Regions from separate parts of the Mus musculus genome. Here region 2 is linked to region 1. The links are chromatin contacts, called in public HiChIP or PLAC-seq maps. All regions are on one chromosome and are shown on one strand. The core of a region is the stretch at or near the end of the contact, and the rest is flanking DNA. Distances in the headings are between cores, read along the strand shown. Region 1 has its middle 10 kb from the start of Lncbate1. Region 2 overlaps Zfhx3 (zinc finger homeobox 3).

Region 1 (5,911 bases), core at 1,127-3,626:
AAATCAGGGGCCTCTGTAAGAGCATCCAGTGCCCTTAACAACAGAGTCATTCCTTAACAACTCCAGCCCCTAAAAAACAAGGTTGTTTTTTTTTTTCCCATGTAGCCCAGGCTGACCCTAAATTTGTGACCCTCCTGCCTCTGCCTCCCTAGCACTGGATTACAGGCATCCATGACCACGACTGAACGTCTCCTGTTTCCACTTCCTCCTTACACTTCTAGGGTGTTTGTAACCTCTACTTAGCTAGTTAGTTAGCTAGTCAGCCTCCCCTTTTGTTATTTGGAAACACTCCCCCGAAAGCTCTCTGTCCCCTCCTTGCTGCTTCCCACTTTACTTATTTATTTTATAATTATTTTCAGAGCTGCTGTCCCCGTTCTACACACTGGACCCTGTCCCCAAGAAGGCTCAATGAAACTATGGTGTTGAAAATGGCAAGATGCCCATGAATGAAGCCAAAGCAGGGTCCGGAGAAGACATGCCAAGAAGAGACATCGGTTTCTCTAATATAGTCTAAGCATTTAGCACATGACACCGTGATAGTGTAATAACCCTGTGAATTTTGCTGGGCATTGGGGATGCAGATGTGGGAATCTTAGATTAGTCAAAATAGTCCTCAGGAGGCAAATGCTGTGCTCTGGGACTCTTCCTATATTCAAGCCCTGAACTGGGAGCATTGTGTATAATAAACATAAGCAAATCGTGCCTTCCTGTGTTGGCTTTGAGGCGATTATGAACATAGAGATCTGAAGGTTATGCCTGCTGACACTTCACGTTTCTTCCTTTTTTTTTTTAACCAGGTTTTTGTAAATTAACTTTTTTTCTTAAAAATTTATTTATTTTATTTATGAATACACTATAGCTGTCTTCAGACACACCAGAAGAGGGCGTCGGATCCCATTACAGATGGTTGTGAGCCACCATGTGGTGGCTGGGAATTGAACTCAGGTCCTCTGGGAGAGCAGTCGGTGACTCTTAACCGATGAGCAGTCTCTCCAGCCCCCCCCCCCCCCCACGACTCTTCAGGTTTCAAAGTGAAATATTTTGGTAGGGCATTCAAGTGCGTGAGCGTGGAGCAGAGAGCCACACTCTAGTCTCCCTTCAGGTCCCTGAGTGGAGCTGGGATTCACTAGGAGCTGGGAGACTCCCTTCCTCACTGAGATTTCAGTCAGGCCCTGTCAGTGCCATCTCTTAAACTGGTTTTTTTTTTTCTCTTCACTGCATTTGACAACTGGTATGTACGTGTTTGCTTCGAGGTTACTCCGGTGAGGTGAGTCTCTCCCCTGATGGCATCCTTTGACACTGTCGGCTTTAGAAAGCAGGGACTATATCTATATTGTGCAATACTCTATGGCCAACCCTAGCAGAGTGCTTGGCACACACTCAGGATCCTGCAACACTTACTGAATAACTGTTAACGTCATAATGTTAACTACAAACATGAAGTCAGCCTATCATTTATTTTTACTTTGGAGTCAGTTATATCACATTTTTTTTTTTTTTTTTTTGACGTCTCTTCCCCTCATGAGTTTCTCCTACGCAGTTTATTACTGAGGTATGTTTGAGATCCCCGTGGCTTCTGGGAAAAAGGGGACAAAAGCGACACTGGTTGCCTCCCAACGTTCTCCAGAACAGCTGGGGACGGGACCAGCGAAAACACAGAAGCACAGCCCGAAGTTGTCAGCTACCAGATGAATCTAGGAGGTGGGACGAGCCGGACATGGGAAGAGACGACCTCAGTTGTCTTCCTGTCCGCACTTCCTGTCTCCCCAGGAAGTGTCTGTCAGAGACTTTCAGGAAAAGGGAGTTGTCATGGGAATCTGGGCAGACTCTTCCCCTTTATGCTGTCCTGGGATAAGTGCCCTTATGGGCCCCGCACGGAAGAGGATCTGAGGTTTCATACACAACATGGAGAATTCAGATCCAACATCTGCAAAGGACTCCACTCTACTTCACATACACAGCAAGGACTCCAACCCAGAATACAGCGAAGCCTTTTCCCAGACTCATTAAAATTTAATCTGCTAAAGCCATTTTCTTGATAATCTGGGAACTCTCTCTTGACTTCGGCAAGTTATAAAGAGCCTCTAAAATAGAGGATGTTATATTTTTACACTGTCATTTTTATGTATTGAAACACACACACACACACACACACACACACACACACACACACACATTTATATATGCACCAAAATAGGACTTTTAAAGGAAAGACTCTAGCAAGCTACAACATAGAACAGAATCCAACCAGGGTATTGTAGGGTCAGGGACAGGCCAGTTGCGATTCCAGTTCTGTGTCTGTGTGGCCTTTATGTCTCAGACAGTGCTTGGTAGGCAGTAAGCGCTCAAACTGTGACCGAGTAAACCTGCGGTTGCTCTGGGTATCCGGTCTGAAGGCAGAGGAACTGGGAGTTTCACAGACAGCAGGGCTGTGAAGAAGCAGCTCGGCTAGGCAGGTACCTGATGCCTAAGTAGATGTGTGTTCCGTGTTTACTCATTCCTAACTGCTGGCAGTTCAGTGCCGGCTGTTGACAGGCCCCAAGGGACATGTTAAACAGCTCTTGACATTTGCATACGAATTGTCTGCTTGTACATTTTACTAACTCTCCTTTATGGGCTCCAGTTTCCTCAAATTCAGATTATAGCACCCCACATCTCGTACAAATATATCCACACTGGATGCTGGTCCTCAGGGTCTGATGGCCAGAATAAGGGGACTCCTCCATAGTCCCCTTATGGTCAGTCAGAACCTCCTTCAGACTCAGGCTGCCTAGGACTCACTGGTTCCCACCCCTCCTCCTCTGCCTGCTGGGTCCTTCAGGAAGAGTGAACTGGTCCATTGACCCCTAAGGAGCAAAAGGGCATGTCCGGGTTTTTCAGAGATCAGGGATTCTCTGAGTGACAGACACTGGCCCAAGGTTTGAACATAGGTTTTTGAGTCCTGCTGTCCTGCTGTGCAGAATAAGCCTTACCTCCTTACTTTTTGTCTGTGAGGGCTGGTTCGCAGTCTTCCTTCTCCCTGCCCTCCTCCTCCCTACCCTCCTTGAACGAGCACTGGGTCCATCCTCTTCCCATGTCTTGGAAGAGATCCGTCTCCTTTGACAGACTCAAGACTCCAGGCCGAACTTTCCCATGCCACCGTCCCTCAAAATAGCCCGTGTGTGCTGTATTTATAGCTGTGTGAGACTCTAATGGGCCAATTTGTTTGAATTTCCACTGCTTTTGTATTGAACTTACCCCTCACCCGTGGGTCCTCTCTTCAGGCCTTTATTGATGGGGTGTGTTAGGGTGGCAAGGGCCATGTTCAAGATGGTAGCTGTATAGAGCTCGGGGCTGCTTTGCATATTTACTGCTCTCTAAGGCGGTTTTTTTTTTCTTTCCTTTTTCCCTTTTTCTCTTTCTTTCTTTCTTTCTTACTTTTTTTTTTGGAGCAAGAGAGAGAGAGAAAGACACAGAGAAAGAGGTTTCTGTAAGTAGCCCGGACAATGAGAACAAGACCGGCTGTATGCCGAGCTCGGGACCCTGGCCAAAACACATATCATTAGCTTGGACCAGCTATAAGCAAGGAAATGAGAAACATATGTTGGAGGGAAAGGTTAGGAGTGAAGGACTATGGGTCAATGACAGTCGCCCTAAAACTTTTCCCTTGTTCTTCAGCTGTGGCCTGGCGGTGTCAAATGTCATTTGGACTGCCTTGATTTCTCATGGCGGGGCCTGCCCCGTACTTCTTCTCTCTCCTTTTTCTTTCTTCTGCCCTCTTTCCTCTCCCCGTTGCTTCTTCCTGGGACTTTTTTTGAGGTGTTGTTGTTGTTTAAAACACAATAGACAGAGAAGTGTGTGTGTGTGTGTGTGTGTGTGTGTGTGTGTGTGTGTGTGCCCACAATATTTTTCTCAGTTCTGGGAAAGTGACAACCTCATGTCCCCATGATGCTGTCTAGAACTCCTCGCTTGCTCTGAAGTCGCCCTGTCACTGTCTGCTTAGCATTTGGGCTCCATTGATTCTTTTTTAGGGAAAAAGTTGGGGGAGGCTTTTAGGGTCGTTCTCGATGTTTCTTTCTTAAATATAATTAGATGCGCCTCATTACCTCCGCCGAAGGACTTTTGTGCTTTCCGAGCTATGTCTCCTGAGATCTCTGACGGGCTGCAGCTTGTTGTATTCTCCTTGCATTTGATCATATTAGCAGTTTTTTTTTTCTTCCCTGCTCTCTTCCTCTTGACACATTTGTACTCTGTGTTTGCTCTCCCTCAGATATCTGGAGTTGATTTTGCTGGTTTGAAAAGCCACACCCGGGGCGTGTGTTTGGGGCCTCCATTGATGAAGAGTCTGCATCTGCAGACTCTTCACATTTTCCCTTAAAGTCCCCTCCTCCCCCTCTGGACACTTTGTTAACAAGGCTGTACTCTAGTGTGCTCCAGGGTCAAGACCTCTGGTTCTCTGTAAAACCCAGACAAACAACTATATCACATGAAACTCGGAGACAGTCCCTAGGGAACATGCTCTGGCTACCGTTCTGAAGCTAAACCACAGAGTCCCAGACAACACGCCAGGCACACAAGTACAGGTTTGGCCAAAGTCACAACATGGCTACCAATGTAGCCACCTGTGCCCAGAACGATGCAGCCCTGGAAGTGGGAGCACACGGCCGTCAGACATCTGAGTAGAGAGGGAAACCAAGAGGCCCCCATGATAGCTCCCCATGGTCTTCATTCCAGCAAGATTCGGGAATGGTGTTGGGGCGGGGGAGGGGGTGGGGGAGGACACTTAAAATAATTGAAGCATCCAGTCCTTGTTTATTTATTTTGCTTCCTTCTTTGGGCCTTCCTCTGAAAAGAAACTTTGCTCAGAGTTTCCAGGATGCAAAAATTCTTGAGAGTGCGAGCGTCTTCTAGACCTTCTGCAGGGTTGAGGACTGCCTTTGAGGCTAGTTGGGCCTGTCTCTCTCAGGTGAGCGGTGCTCACGTATTTGATATGTTCACATGTGTGAAGGAATGTGTTCCATCTCCCCCTTTCCTTTATTTCAACACAGGGTCTTGTTAAATAGCCAAAGCTCTTCTAGAACTTGCTATGTAGCTCAGGTTGGTTTCACCTTGAACTCTTGACCTTCCTGACTCTGTCTCCATGCTGGGATGATGTCATCCTCAACTCTGTATTTCCCCCTCTAGTTGCAGTTTCTGGATAGTAGTTCTCTCTTCCTTAGACCACATGGGGGACGATGGCTTGATTGTTTTATTGGTTACTGGATCAGGTAGTGTGCGAGCGCGCACGTGTGCGTGAGTGTGTGTGAAGAACATTCCTGATTAATGTGGAAGCATACAGGGGAATGAAAGACAGCCATAGGCAGCAGCAGGTTCTTAAGTCAGACTGGATGAGGCAGGCTGCTGGTGAACATATCGGAAAACCCTCTCATTTCAGGGACTCTTGTTTCTCAACCCTCACTTCCCTTTCTTGAGCGGTAGAAATGACCAGGGGGGTCAGGTTAGAGTCTATGTGCTTTGTTTGTGTGTCCTCACTCTTCAGCCATCTCTTATCTCTCAACGAAGTCAAAATATGCTCCTGTTTCCCACCATTGCTTCTGCTTGAAACTTCTGGGCCCAATCACAAAACCTCTTTCTGGCAACCTACCAGAGCTTCTCCATGGCTCTCCATTATCTCCTGGACCCTGCTGCAGTCTGCTCATCAATGGCAGCCACAGGGGTCCTTAAAAAGTCCACATTAGACTAAGCCTAGCTCACCACTGAAAGCCACGCGGGTCCCTGCCTGCTTGTCCTCCTTGATCTCCATCTCTCCGTTGTCCTTGCTACACCAGCCCTGCTGGCCTCATTTTCTTCACCAGCAAAGTGGGAGAATAACAATGCCTTCTGCAGGGGTGGGAGGGGTGAATGCATAAACACACACACACACACACACACA
Region 2 (5,911 bases), core at 1,038-3,537, 150 kb before region 1:
ACTTGGCCCATTTCTTTTTCTTTCTCCCCCCAAATAGGTAGCTCTTAGATTTATCAATTCAAATGTTTCGATTGGCCTGGCCCATTAAGTCCACTTGTTTCCTAGTATTCTTTCTCAATACATCTTTTCTTACTTATTCTTCCCAACTCTAAACTGAAAGTTAAATCCATTTATTCTCACTACCCCCCATTTAATAACGGACGGGCTTCAAACTACAAATGTGTCCCCTAAACGCAAACTTGGCAGTGACCGCTACACCTTGGTTCTCTGAACGCTGAGGTCTTCCTCGTGACCGTAGTACAGCATGCTTTACTCGTGAACAGGGGAACATGTCAATTCTAGTTTGTCTAAGAGTCTGGTGCAGGCCAGGCTGATCTGGAAAGCTTTTACGTGGCTGAGGATGACAACTTCTGTGTCTCTGGCCACGCCCCAAGTGCTGAGGTCACAGGCCTGGGCCACCATTGCCAGTTTATGTAATAGGAGGGATCAAGCCCAGGGCTTCCTGCATGCTAAGCCAGCACTCTTATCCACGGAACTCACCCCCAGCCCCTTTTCATTAATTAATAAGCACACTGTCCCTCAATGGAAATAAAACCACAGAAATTCCAAATATATTACCCAATCAGTGCCCATACTTTAAGTGAAAGTCGGAGTTCTGGTTCCCTGAGCAAGGCTTGGCCCTATGATGTTATAGCTATGGCCTGAGAAGAGAAAAGGCAGATAAAAAGAAGTAAATAAATAAATAAATAAATAACCTCTTAATTCTGTAATTTGTACGATTTCCAAGTTTGGAAAAAAAAAAAAGTAAGATCTTGGGGAAAACTGGGGGCGAAAAATCAACCTTATGAGTTCACTGGTATTCAGTCAGGCTGCTATTCTGAAAACTCCCAATTCACAGGGTGAAGTGGAGAAGACAGTCTCAGTTTTTCCCACCCTCTCCTATCTTCTCAAGTGCTGCTGTGCATCTCTGCGGCTGCGGACCCCATTATTGCTCCGTGTGAATGGCGATCCCAAATTAATTGAATTAACCTGTGATAAAAGGTCTTCTGCCACATCAACTCCTTTCCTTCCTCTCGAGGACTCTGTCACTTTCTCAAGTTGGAGAGAGAGAAGAAAAGTGAAGTCCATAAATCAGTTTTCCAGTTTCTGTTGAAGGAAGCTGCTTCCTACTTCTAATTTCTGCAACTGGGAAATTCTGTATATTATGTTACCCTCTAATGAAGGATGCCAGTAAACAGAAATCCACACGCCTGCACACGACAGATTATTACATTCTACAGAACTGCAAACACTACCAAGTTATGCACTCTTGGGAACACTGTTAGTGAGGTGTGGTTATTTAACGCCTCATCCACTTAAAAAAAAAATTCATTCCATATGGATGAAAAATGAGCACACTAGCTTGAATATGGGAAAAATAGAAAATGTAATCATATATTACTTAAAATCTATAATGCTTTATGCAAAGATAAGGGAGAAGTAGCCAAGCTTGGGGATTTAGAGCTTCTCAAAATACAAAGGGCATTACCTCATTGCAGGCCGCTAGTCTCCACCCTCACACACTGGCTAGAGACAAGCAGCCTAAGTCAAGGCCTTCCCATTACACTTTTTAAAAATAAAAAGAAAGTGTGTGTCTGTGTGTCTGTCTCTGTGTCTATATGTGTGTGTGTCTGTGTGGCTCTGTGTCTCTCTGTGTGTCTGTATATATGAATCTGTGTGTGTGTCTATTTGTCTCTGTGTCTGTCTGGATGTGTATCTGTGTCTGTCTGTGTATCTGTGTGTGTCTGTCTGTGTATCTGTGTATGTCTGTGTGTGTATGTCTGTGTCTCTGTATATGTGTCTGTGTGGTGTGTGTGTGTGTGTGTGTGTGTGTGTGTGTGTGAGTATGGATTGAGATGGACCAAGCTCTCCCCCCTCACCCCACCCCTACCCCCGTGAGCCATCCCACAAGTCTCCTTTCTCTAAGTTCTCACTACATAAGAAAGTCTCAACCCACTGGATGCCTGTGGGCTTCCACACACAGAACAACACTCTGTGGCACCACGACTCCAGCTGCAGAAACCTGACAGCTCAGAGACTGTAACAACTCTTCCTACAGAGGCCAGGCCACCCTCCAGACACCCTCAGAACATAGAAAAAAAAAAAAAAAAGCCCCAGCTATAGGGAAGGAAACCACCCCACCCCTGGCCCCTGCAAGCCTGGCGGCCTCGCTCACATTCTCTGTCTTCTGAGCCCCAGAGGTTCAGCACCCCCTGCGGCTAAGACAAAAGAGAGACCACAGGAAAACCAACTGCCCTTTTGGCTGGTCCCTAGCAAAGGGGAAGTGTAAAAGTGCAGAGAGGAGAGCGGAGCAGCTGCACTAATCCTGTTTTGTCCTGCAGTAATTAATAGTATAATCCACATTTCAGATGCATTAAAGCGAAAATACCGCATTATCCAAGGACTGGGCACACAGCCCCAGGGCAGAACCTCCCCTGCTGACCTGCAGGACCAGGTGACCTCATCTTAGCCTCCTCCTCTCTGGGGAGCTGACTCTAGACACCTCATAAAAGAACTGAGCTGGCAGCCAGGAATCTCCAGTCTGCTGAATATGTCGGGTCTGTCTTTGGAAGCTACACCCTCAGAGTAGCAGTGTCCAGAAGGTCTGACCCACCGGATCCATTCACCTCCTAAACTAAGTACCACAAGGGCTGGCACTACATATGTGCTAATGCTGTAAACTTAGGGGTAGATTTTTTTTTTAAGATTTAAGGTAAATCTTTCCCAAGAGATAATGCTGCAATTTATATAAATAAATAAAAATAAATAATTTTTAAAGGCATATGTAGAATTAAGATGTCCTTTGTAGATGCCTTTTGGTGGGAACACGCCAGTTTTGCTACTAAGGGAGGTCTTCACGGACACTCTGGGACTACTGGATAAGTTCCTGTCTAGGTCTAGAAAACTGACAGTTGTTTCCTAAGCCCAAAGAGGAAGCATTTTCCACGGCTACCAAAACAAGAATCTGTACCGGAAGGGACACTATCGGCTCACGAAACCAAAAAAAGATGAAATCATGCTAAATGCTGCAGGCAAATGTCAGAAACACTGAAAAGCAGAGGCAGCTTGAACCAGTGTCTACACTGCCACGGTCAGAGGCCGAACCCGCCTGACAGGGGACCCTGCCTCAATTCTCCAACACCAAAGCACGGACAGGAACATCCTGCAGTAAGCAGAAACCGTACACCCCGTTCATCTCCAGAACTTGGCTGTGCTGGGTCTCAACTCAGCCTGAGTCTAGAGCCTAATGCCCACTGGCGGCCAGGACTAAATTCCTCTAAGTTCTTCTTGGAACTTGGCTGAAACTAACTCTTCTTAAAAGAGTAACCTTAAGTTTTTATTTTCCCTTTTTTTTTGGGGGGGGGTTGTTTTATATATGAGTGTTTTGCCTGCCTGGTTGCAAATGCACTGTGTGCAAGCCTTGCGTCCCCAGTATTGAAAGTGGAGTTACAGAGGAAGGTACACAACCCTGTAGGTGCTGCCAATCCAACCTCTGGAAGAGCAGACACTGCTCTAACCTGGAAAGACTTCTTGATCTTGGTAACTGAGTCGAAAAAGAAAATCGTGTTATCTCCCAGTTTTGAGAGTGTTGCAATCTGGGAACATCATTACCCAAGATTTCTGCCCTGGCGATTCTTCCCTAGAGAGTGGGTGGTTAGCTCAGTGGGAGAACTTGTGCTTGCCACACGTCCCTGGGTTCAAGTCCCAGCACCTGGTGGTGGAGGGAGATGCTTACCTAGAACTTAATACACTGCTCCATGATATTATTAATAATTCTAACTCACCCACACCCACCACCACCCCCAAAAAATCAGTTCCACTAAGTTCTTAAGAATACCTCTAGAACCAGGCATAGTGGCACACGCCTTTAATCCCAGCACTTGGGAGGCAGAGGCAGGTGGATTTCTGAGTTCAAGGCCAGCCTGGTCTACAGAGTGAGTTCCAGAACAGCCGGGGCTACACAGAGAAACCCTGTCTCGAAAAACCAAAAAATAAAAAAAATTAAAAAGTAAAAAGAATACCTCTAGAGTCTGGCCAAGAAATGAACCATCTGCATGACCCTGGTTAGTAGAAAATGCACCCACAGATGGAAAACGCACTCCAGAAACCGAATCAGGATTCCTTGCTCCCCTAAAAACTGCCAAAAAAGTCACAATGAAGCCATGAGGCCTGTCATCTGGCTCCATTTTTGACGCTATGTCACAGACCAGTCATTCCCACATCCCCTGATCATCTCTAGTACAAGGAAGGTGGAGAGGAAACCACCACCATGCACACTTTCCTGCCTGTCCCCTCTAAGTGACCAACACACCACGCCCATCTAACTGTAACCTTTGCTTCCTTCTACACTGCCTGAGCTCATCCGCCACAGACTCACGTGAAGACCCTTTACATACTCTCTCCTCCTTTCTCTCTCAACTTCTACCCTTAGGAGCTCAACATACTATAGTTTTAGCCAAACAATAAATACCACACTGCTTGGGAAGGAGAGAGGCTTCTAAAGTTTGCATCTAAGCCTCCCTCCCTATTTCTAAGAGATGGTCTTTAGTGAGACAGGTAGAGATAACATAAGATGTCAGTGTGTAGCGCTGGCATCACCTTTACCCTCCAACCACACACTTCCAGACCCACCAACTACAGCAGCTCCCCCACAGCACCCCACTGTGAGTTAAAGACCAGCCTTCCAACATGCCCGCATCTGACTTATCTGGATCTGGGAGTGTATTGCCTTATATGGCAGAAGAGACCTTGAAGATGGGATAGAGTTAAGGATCTCCAAATAGGACACATTATCTTGGATTATCAAGATGGCCCTGCTGTAATCACAGGGTTCCTTAAGTCAGGGACAAAGGACAAGACCCAGTGCACAGGTAAAAACAGAATGAAGCAGAGAGGCATGTGGGGGAAAGATCAGCAGCCAAGGAATGCGGGTTTCCCCGGGAACGTAGGAAGATAAGAACACGCTTCACAGAACTCCAGAAGGATCCACCCTACCTCCAACCCGGTCAAGCTGATGCTGTAAATTTCTGGAGCTCTGGCTGTGAGACAATGTGTGTTAGCTTAGAACACCGAACTTGTACTCACTCCTTACACCACCAATAAGAAAATCTAACATAATCCTCCTTGATTTAAGGAACAAGGACACTCCTGACAACCTCAGGAGAGTCACACCTGTCTCTAGCTCCTGGGAGCTAACTGGACCTAATTTTCCCCCCTATCATTCAAAAATACAGTCACAGAAACCCTAAGTTCAAGTACTTAGTAAAAAACCTCCCAGGATAGCCTACTGAATATGAGATTGACAAATATCCAAAACAAGCCAAAGAAACATTTTTTACTTGATCCAATATAAGACCCTGAGCTAAAATAAAACAATCAAGACAGTTCTCTTCCCAAGTGGGCAGATACTAGGCCAACCAACCTTGCCCAATAAATACATCCCACAGGTGGGCTGGCCTATAGCCTGGCCACGATGCCAGCCCAGCAGCCTGTCTGAAGAACTGGAAAGCCAAGCCCGTGCCCACTGGGCTCCTGAAGACAAAGAGAGGAGGCGGTTCAGGAAGGTGGTGGCATCCTGCCCGCCTCAGTGGTAGCCTGGGGCCATTGGATCTCGCCATCTCTCCAGCACCTGAAAGGTGTGAGCCAGGCAGCCCAACCACATCAGAAGCTGGCTGCCCGCCGGCCCCAATTGCCCAACACCTCCAGAGGAACCAGCTTTCCAGGACTAGATTTTACACACCACTCAGGGACAGGCCATTTGGGGCCAAATGGAGGTTCAACAGTATACAGGACAGCCCACCAAAGGCCAGGCAGACAGAAAATGTATTGCTGTAGAGCAACTACCTAATGGTTCCCATGCTTTGACTGTTCT

The links. HiChIP or PLAC-seq counts read pairs in DNA pulled down with a chosen protein or histone mark.
Region 2: an H3K27ac HiChIP or PLAC-seq map of microglia shows a contact between it and region 1, with 4 times the contacts expected there. The contact joins two enhancer-like sites. A contact is called at or near these places in 1 of 484 Hi-C or Micro-C datasets (granulocyte-monocyte progenitors) and 4 of 115 datasets of contacts at active chromatin or transcription factors (extraembryonic endoderm stem cells, fibro-adipogenic progenitors, microglia and 1 more).

What each region holds. Positions count from the first base shown.
Region 1 is chr8:108,591,751-108,597,661 of GRCm38.p6, reverse strand. It overlaps a transcript of Zfhx3 not described here. Among named protein-coding and RNA genes, the nearest start is that of Lncbate1, 10 kb to the right of the region's middle. Within about 2 kb of position 2,376, at least 51 of the 459 cell types and tissues checked have an H3K27ac peak or open chromatin away from gene starts, as enhancers often do. A contact at or near this core is called in microglia, where this site is marked.
Region 2 is chr8:108,745,512-108,751,422 of GRCm38.p6, reverse strand. All of the region lies in intron 1 of Zfhx3 (zinc finger homeobox 3), which reads right to left. Among named protein-coding and RNA genes, the nearest start is that of Zfhx3, 34 kb to the right of the region's middle. Within about 2 kb of position 2,287, at least 102 of the 459 cell types and tissues checked have an H3K27ac peak or open chromatin away from gene starts, as enhancers often do. A contact at or near this core is called in microglia, where this site is marked.